2 separate regions of the Mus musculus genome follow, and region 1 is linked to region 2. A link is a contact called in public promoter capture Hi-C data. All regions are on one chromosome and are shown on one strand. The core of a region is the stretch at or near the end of the contact, and the rest is flanking DNA. Distances in the headings are between cores, read along the strand shown. Region 1 overlaps Gm39185 (a long non-coding RNA gene). Region 2 holds the start of Tma16 (translation machinery associated 16).

The links. Promoter capture Hi-C pulls out the DNA fragments that hold promoters and counts their contacts.
Region 1: a contact with region 2 is called in a promoter capture Hi-C map of hippocampal neurons, with 2.2 times the contacts expected there. The contact joins the enhancer-like site here to the promoter of Tma16 in region 2. A contact is called at or near these places in 4 of 39 promoter capture datasets (embryonic stem cells, hippocampal neurons and liver), 2 of 484 Hi-C or Micro-C datasets (the Ba/F3 cell line and the N1E-115 cell line) and 5 of 115 datasets of contacts at active chromatin or transcription factors (the 230-238 cell line, embryonic stem cells, large pre-B cells and 1 more).

Annotation. Positions count from the first base shown.
Region 1 is chr8:66,909,012-66,912,741 of GRCm38.p6, reverse strand. The region is part of intron 1 of Gm39185 (a long non-coding RNA gene); the gene reads right to left. Among named protein-coding and RNA genes, the nearest start is that of Gm39185, 4.7 kb to the right of the region's middle. Within about 2 kb of position 1,936, at least 13 of the 459 cell types and tissues checked have an H3K27ac peak or open chromatin away from gene starts, as enhancers often do. A contact at or near this core is called in hippocampal neurons, where this site is marked.
Region 2 is chr8:66,485,248-66,488,738 of GRCm38.p6, reverse strand. It overlaps Tma16 (translation machinery associated 16), which reads left to right and starts at 2,209. Exons shown (of 7, transcript NM_025465.3): 1 at 2,209-2,327. The coding sequence starts at 2,325.

The sequences.
Region 1 (3,730 bases), core at 687-3,186, 420 kb before region 2:
TGGAGGCTAATTATGGGATGGATCACCGGATATGGCAGTCTCTAGATGGCCCATCCTTTTGTCTCAGCTCCAAACTTTGTCTCTGTAACTCCTTCCATGGGTGATTGTTTCCAAGTCTAAGAAGGGGCAAAGTGTCCACACTTTGGTCTTCGTTCTTCTTCAGTTTCATGTGTTTTGCAAATATCTCGGGTATACTAAGTTTCTGGGCTAATATCCACTTATCAGTAAGTACATATCATTTGAGTTCTTTTGTGATTGTGTTACCTCACTCAGGATGATGCCCTCCAGGTCCAACCATTTGCCTAGGAATTTCATAAATTCATTCCTTTTAATAGCTGAGTAGTACTCCATTGTGTAAATGTACCACATTTTTTGTATCCATTCCTCTGTTGAGGGGCATCTGGGTTCTTTCCAGCTTCTGGCTATTATAAATAAGGCTGCTATGAACATAGTGGAGCATGTATCCTTCTTACCGGTTGGGACATCTTCTGGATATATGCCCAGAAGAGGTATTGCGGGATCCTCCCGTAGTACTATGTCCAATTTTCTGAGGATCCACCAGACTGATTTCCAGAGTGGCTGTACAAGCTTGCAATCCCACCAACAATGGAGGAGTGTTCCTCTGAGCTATTTTTTACAAAGAGATTGTAACTTGATGATCATGCATGTTGTCAAGTGATTTCTTCGGGACAGATAATTTAATAAGCTCCTTTGACATATAAATATGTGATTTAGATGGTAGTTTCTTGCTGTCATCTTTGGTATACTTTGTATTTTGCAGAAGAATATCTTTAATGAAGTTGATATTGTTGGCAGGGCTTGAGAGCTGGCTCTTTGGCGGAGTGCCTGCCAGGCAGGTGTGAGGACGTGAGTTCAGATACTCAGTCCCCATGTTTAAAAAACTAGGTGTGGTGGCACATACCTGTCAGCCCAGAGCTTGGCAGGCAGATGGAGGAGGCCAGCCAGTCTAATGAACAAGTTCAGTGAGAGAGAGAGAGACCCTGTGCTTTGGGGTTTTGTTGTTTGTTTGTTGTAAAGTAAGGTGGAGAACTGTTTAGGAAAACACCGATGTCTATCTCCTTTCTCCCCATATATGCTCACACACTTGTAAATGCACCTACATACACACATGAACACACACGACTATGTCCATACACCACAAAAATATACAAAAGAACCAATGTAAAAGACATTGGTAATAGCTATTTGTTCAGCATGCTCTGTTATATTTTATATATGTTATTTCATTTTGTTACTGAAAAAGACAGACATAGAAGATATCAATATTTTTATTCCTACAATTACTCTCCTGTATTACAGTGGCAAGCATGAACATTTTTATTTAAGAAGATTTATTCATCCTACTTCCCAAGCTTATTGATTTATAAGCCAGAGTCATAGCAAAATGCCACTAAGAAACAATTTCGAATACAATAGAGATTGGTTTCCCTTTTGGGATAATGTCAGAGTGAGTGCTCCTGCCAGAATGGGGGGACTTGTGAGAATCCTGGTGGTTTAGTATAAATTACCCAGAGAACTATTTGTGTATAAAATAAATCCACTTTAATTGTATTCTCAGCTCAACAAATTGTTCAGCATTTTTTTTTCATATGTTGGCAAATTCCACATCTCAGAGAACCAAAGAACACAAAAGGCAGCAGCTGGGATTTTCATTAGGCTCAAGACAGATCTTTCCTTCTTCTGATATTATTAAAAGCTGCGTTCTTACACGGCTATAGGGAGATCCCCCAGAGACATCGGGACCCCTCCCTTTTAATCACTGGTCTGCAGAGTCCCCGGGGCTATTCCTGGCATGTACTGTGGCATAATGAGCAGCTCCTCCTCGGATAGTTGCTCCTGAGGTTAAGATCTGAGCCATGGGATCAGCACTGAGATAAAGGCTGAGTAGTCCTCAACTCTGCAATTTGCTAGCAGCGTGAGCACTGGAAAATTATTCACTATGAGCTGCAGCTAAGAATAGCTCTCAGATAATAGCACTCTAATAAGTATTGAGAAACTCTCTATTAAATTCCAGTTAGAAGAGTACCCAATGTATAGTCTTGAATGCTTACTAAACGTTACCAATAATTAAACTACTGAGTAGAAAATGGAGAAAAACAAGAAGAATACTTACAAAAATGAAGCTTATAGGTTTTGGACCTGTTCTCTGTTATTCTGAACAAAAATATATGCTCAATACTTAGTTTTAAACATATACTCTGAATATTCTCTCTCATGTTATTGCTGGACTGCAGAAGGCAGACTTTTTTAGTGCTACAAACTTCTGTCAAAACTACTTATTTTTCTTATCTTTTTTTTTTTTTTTTTTACAGATAGTTTAGTAAGATGAAAAATATACTGGCAGGCAATTTTTTTATTATAAGCAAAAATTCGCTTCCGTGAAATGAAATACTATTGAATGCTTCCTCAGAGCAACATAAAATAGAATGTTCTTCTTTGTGGAGAGGTAGGTATGGCTGAGCCCCAAAGTGGAACACTGTGTGTCCTCTTGCTCTGGTCAGGCTGTGTCCAGAGCTGGCTCTGACCCTTCAGTCCCAGAGTCCAGGAACACTCTCAGACTGCAATCTTCCATCCAAGACACAACTTTCTTTCTTCTGCCTGGGGCTCACCTAGTCCTTCAGAAATGACCAGACTTCAGTTCAAACAGGAGCAGCCTCACTTTCGTCTAAGACTCGGCACATGCTGTAAACAAGCTTTTACTGGAGAGCCCTGCATTGGCTCAGCCACTTAAAAAAATTGGTCCCCATATAGCTATTAGTTCTCTACAATTTGTTCCATTAGCCAGGGCATGGGAGGATAAAATCTTTAATAAAAACTAAAAGCACAAAGTATAATAGAGTTTTGGAGTTTTATCATCATCATCATCACTATTATTGTGCCTCCAAAGAGCCTTTTCAGACATTTTTTCCTAATCTCTTACCCTAAAGATTCAAATACCAAATATGGTATTTATATGATCATTGCATGTACATATATTTTAGTCATAAAAAGATGAAGGACATTGTCCATTCTAAGAACCAAGATTTACATCTGTGGGAGCCATTCTGCCCTTTGATAATTAATGCTTGATCTGTAGGAATTGAAGTACTAGAGCCAGGCAGCACAGTCAGGAGCCTTTGCTTGAGTCACACTGCACTGTTACACACATCACAACACCACACTTGTTTGAACAAGGAAAAGCATGAGGAAAATATGTTCTCTGCATAATTCCCATAAATCAATTCTTCATTTAGGAGACAGGCTCTTTGGGCTTCATGAGTCATGGGTGTCTGAAATCACTTGTCTCGGACAGGTTCATGCCATTCTGCTCTACAATTTTCACTTGCAGTGCTTATAAGAAAGACAGGATCATGGAGGTCATTGGAGGAGAGGGGAAAGAAAAGGAAGACTACCATTCGTGACACATTCTAAATTTTCCAGGAGCCATTCTTCTCTAAAGTGTTAGCCCATCACGGACCCATGTTTCTTCTGAAACATCCTACTGTGAAAGTTGGCTCTCAAAAATAGTCTTAATTTTCCCAGTCTCAGTGATTAAAATTTCCCACCAAGTCCAGAAAACAAAGTTCTATCTAGATGTCAAATCACTAAATTCAACATGAGAGAATCCTCTGAGTGTTAAAACAATCATTTCTGGGGCTGAAAAGGTGGTTCCAGTGTGCAGAACTCTTGTTGCTCTTGCAGGGGACCAGAGCTCAGTCACTAGTGCCCA
Region 2 (3,491 bases), core at 960-3,459:
CCAGGTCTGCTTTGTTATGTTAAATAGTCACCTTGGCTGCAAATCCTCAGTTTAAAATCCAGCGATCTTATTTCTGTCTTTTAGTTTATTTGTATAGCGTATTATATTCATCAATTTGCCTAATTGGTTAGGTGTATGATAATGTATTTTTGAAAATACTATATATTTTGAATACATTTAAATTATGTAATGTATTTTAATTGTGTTTGGTTTGCAATTATTTTGTTCACAATTTTTTTGCAGCTTTGTTCATCAGGAAAATTAGTCTGTAACTGCTATGTCTTTATCTGAGCTTATTCAAGATAATACTGCTTTCATAGAATAAACTAGGTACTCCTTCATTTTCTACTTTGAGAAATGATTTAAGAAGTGTTAGTATCAGGACTTTCTTAAAATTTTGGGCAGGACAGTGGTGGTGCACGCCTTTAATCCCAGCACTTGAGAGGCAGAGGTAGGAGGATCTCTGAGTTCAAGGCCAGCCTGGTCTACAAAGTGAGTTCCAGGACAGCCAGGGCTACACAGAGAAACCCTGTCTCAGAAAAAAAAAAAAAAAAAAAAAAAAAGTTTGGTAGAATTCAGCCATGAGTCCATCTGATTCTAGACATTTCTTTGGATGAGACTTTTAATTATTGCTTTTAATCTTATTACATATAATGAACACATTTACTGTATTATATTTTCAGGGATCTTGGTGTGTCATACATGTTTAGAAATACATCAAATACTTTGATGTTTATCAGCATTTTGAAATAAAATTTTCCAAGTATTCTATAGATTATCTGAATTTCACTGGAGTCTGTTGTTACAATTCCTGCTTTCACCTTTACTTTTATTAATTTGGGATTTCTTTTGCTAGTTTGGCTAGGGGTTTAATCAGTCTTGTTATTGATGTGTTTATAAAAAGATAAAGGGGGGATATATTCTGTGGAGGTGTAGTCAGGCATGGGGAAGGGGATGCCTCCGTGGGCCCACAGCCCTTCCCCCTGAGGGACCACGCCAGGTAACTGGGGGGGCAGAACCTACCTGGCTGTTGCCAGATAACTGTGTTGTGGAGCTTAGACAAAATACTAACAGTTGTCCTTTAACAAAAACGATTGCTTTAGCTATTCCTATGTATTGAGGGTTTTTTTGGTCTCTATTTCATTAGGTCCCGCTTTAATAGTGATCGATTGATGAATTTATTTATTTATCCAGTGATTGGGTTTGGGAGTGACTTCTTATTTCTAGAACCTTAAGATGAATTATTACTTCACTTGGAAACTCTCATTTTGCTTTATTGTAAATACTCACTTTCCTGTTAGGATGCTTTAGCTAGCTCGTAGAGTGCCTATGATTTTCATTTGTTTCTAAGAATTTTCTCCTTGATTTCTTCAGTGACCCACTGTACATTTAAAATTGTACCATTACGTGTCCAAGTATTTGTTTTAAGTCCTGTAGTTTCTCTTGCTGTTGGATTCTAGTTTTATTTCAGAGTTGTCTGATAGGGTCCAAGGAATCCATTCATTGTCATCCTCTTCCTCGCCCCCCCTTTCTCCCATATCCCTCTCCTAACACTCCCCCATACATCTCCTCTTCTCCCATCCCTTCTCCTCCTGATCCTTCATCTCCTCCCCTTTTTTGTGTATGTTAAATCCACTTAGTCTATGGTAATAATTTATATTATAATAGTATTTGAAATACTAACTTCTTTATGTCCCACTACAGATAGAAATTATACAAAAAAGAAAGTAGGGAAACTGTCAAAGTACCTTCAATGCGTAGCATGTACTAGGCATTTGATTAATAATTACTACGTAAGACTTTCTATCAAATTTTACCATGCTGTTCAAAAACGGAATAACAAGGCCGGAGAGACAGGCTTTAGATATAGAAAGAAAATGGTAGAGAAAATCAAAGGAAAAGTGAAGGCTGAATTTACACCATTCTGGGAGATGGGCACCTCTAGGTGAGGTAATGCTATCTCCTAACAAGTTGCTCGCCCATGGAGAGCTGCCTTCTGGCCGATACTCAAGGCCGGCCTTTCAGTCAGAAACAGAAGACAGACAGACTTCTGTTCTCTGAGCTCGACTCTCTCTCTCTCTCTACTCTCCCCGCCTTTGTGTGGCTCCCGGGCTGTAAAACAAGGCGGGCGGAAAAACATTACGTCTCAGTTTCTAGGGACGCTTTAGAGAAAGCACCAGCTCCTCCCCTTCCTGTCCGCCCCTATTTGTTTCCCCCGGGGCCCACGTGTGTTAGGGAAGAAGCGGACTTGAGAGCGGCTGCGCTGCCCTCTGTGAAATTGTCGCATCGGGACATCGCCCGGCCTCGGTGGCCAAGACATCGCCATGGTGAGCGGCCCCTTAGGTTCTCCGGGAGGCTCTGGTCGGGCGGCCGGGGAGTACAAGCTCGGACCCGGGAGAAGCCGGGACTCGGAGTGGCTGCGTGGGGCGGTGGTGGGCCCCCGGTGCTGCCCCAGGATCGGAGTGCTCCAGCGCGTTCTCAACTCGCTCTGGGTGGCGTTGTCCACGTCTCCCGGTTTCTCATTTTCCTGAGGGCCTTAACTAATACCGCTTTGTGGATCCACCCACCTCTGCCCTGGGGCAAGTGCAGGTCTCCCCTGCCCAGGGTCACAGCCACCCACGAGGTGCATCGGCCCGCAGCCCTTCTGTTCTGACTTTAGTCCTGCCTCTACAACTCCCATTCCTACCGGGCAACAATGCTGTTTTGTTTGCATTTTAAGACAGTAGTTAAGAGTGTTATAAACGGTTTATGTATAGCGATATAAAGAGCTCATTCACAGTATCCGAATTTATGTTTTTTTTTTTTTTCTTTCGAGACAGGGTTTCTCTGTATAGCCCTGGCTGTCCTGGAACTCACTTTGTAGACCAGGCTGGCCTCAAAGTCAGAAATCCGCCTGCCTCTGCCTCCCAAGTGCTGGGAATAAAGGGGTGCGCCACCACCGCCTGGCCGAATTTATGTTTATAACTGATTTTATGTACGTGTGGATATCGGAGAACAATTTGTGAGAATCTGTTTTCGCCATGTGTATGTTTGATGTTTAATCTCGTTTCTCATTTGCCCCACTATCCTCCATGTGTGTGTTCTTACGGCTTTAAGATTATTATTTTTTTATTCATAGCCAACCTCAGATGGGTTTCAGACTTAGACGTGCCTTCTCTCATCAGATTAATGAAAAAATGACCAATGTCTAAGAGAATTGTGTGAATGAGGAATTGATGAACATTTTAATTATTTGGAGAGTTTTTTTGAGATTATTTCGAGCTTTGTCTTAGCAAAGGAAAAGGGAAGGAAAGAATTACAGACAGAGATAACAAGTGTAGTCTCAAGTTGCAGTGTGGTTTATTCTGGAATAGTGATCTTCAGTAAGAATGGGGAGAAGGAGCTGTGTGAAGGAAATGCTGGAGAAGAAAGTTGGAAGAGATGGCTTTCTGTGCTAAAGCTTAGAACCAAGCTGATCTCTTTCAATAGGGAAAGAAACTCTATACTGGATT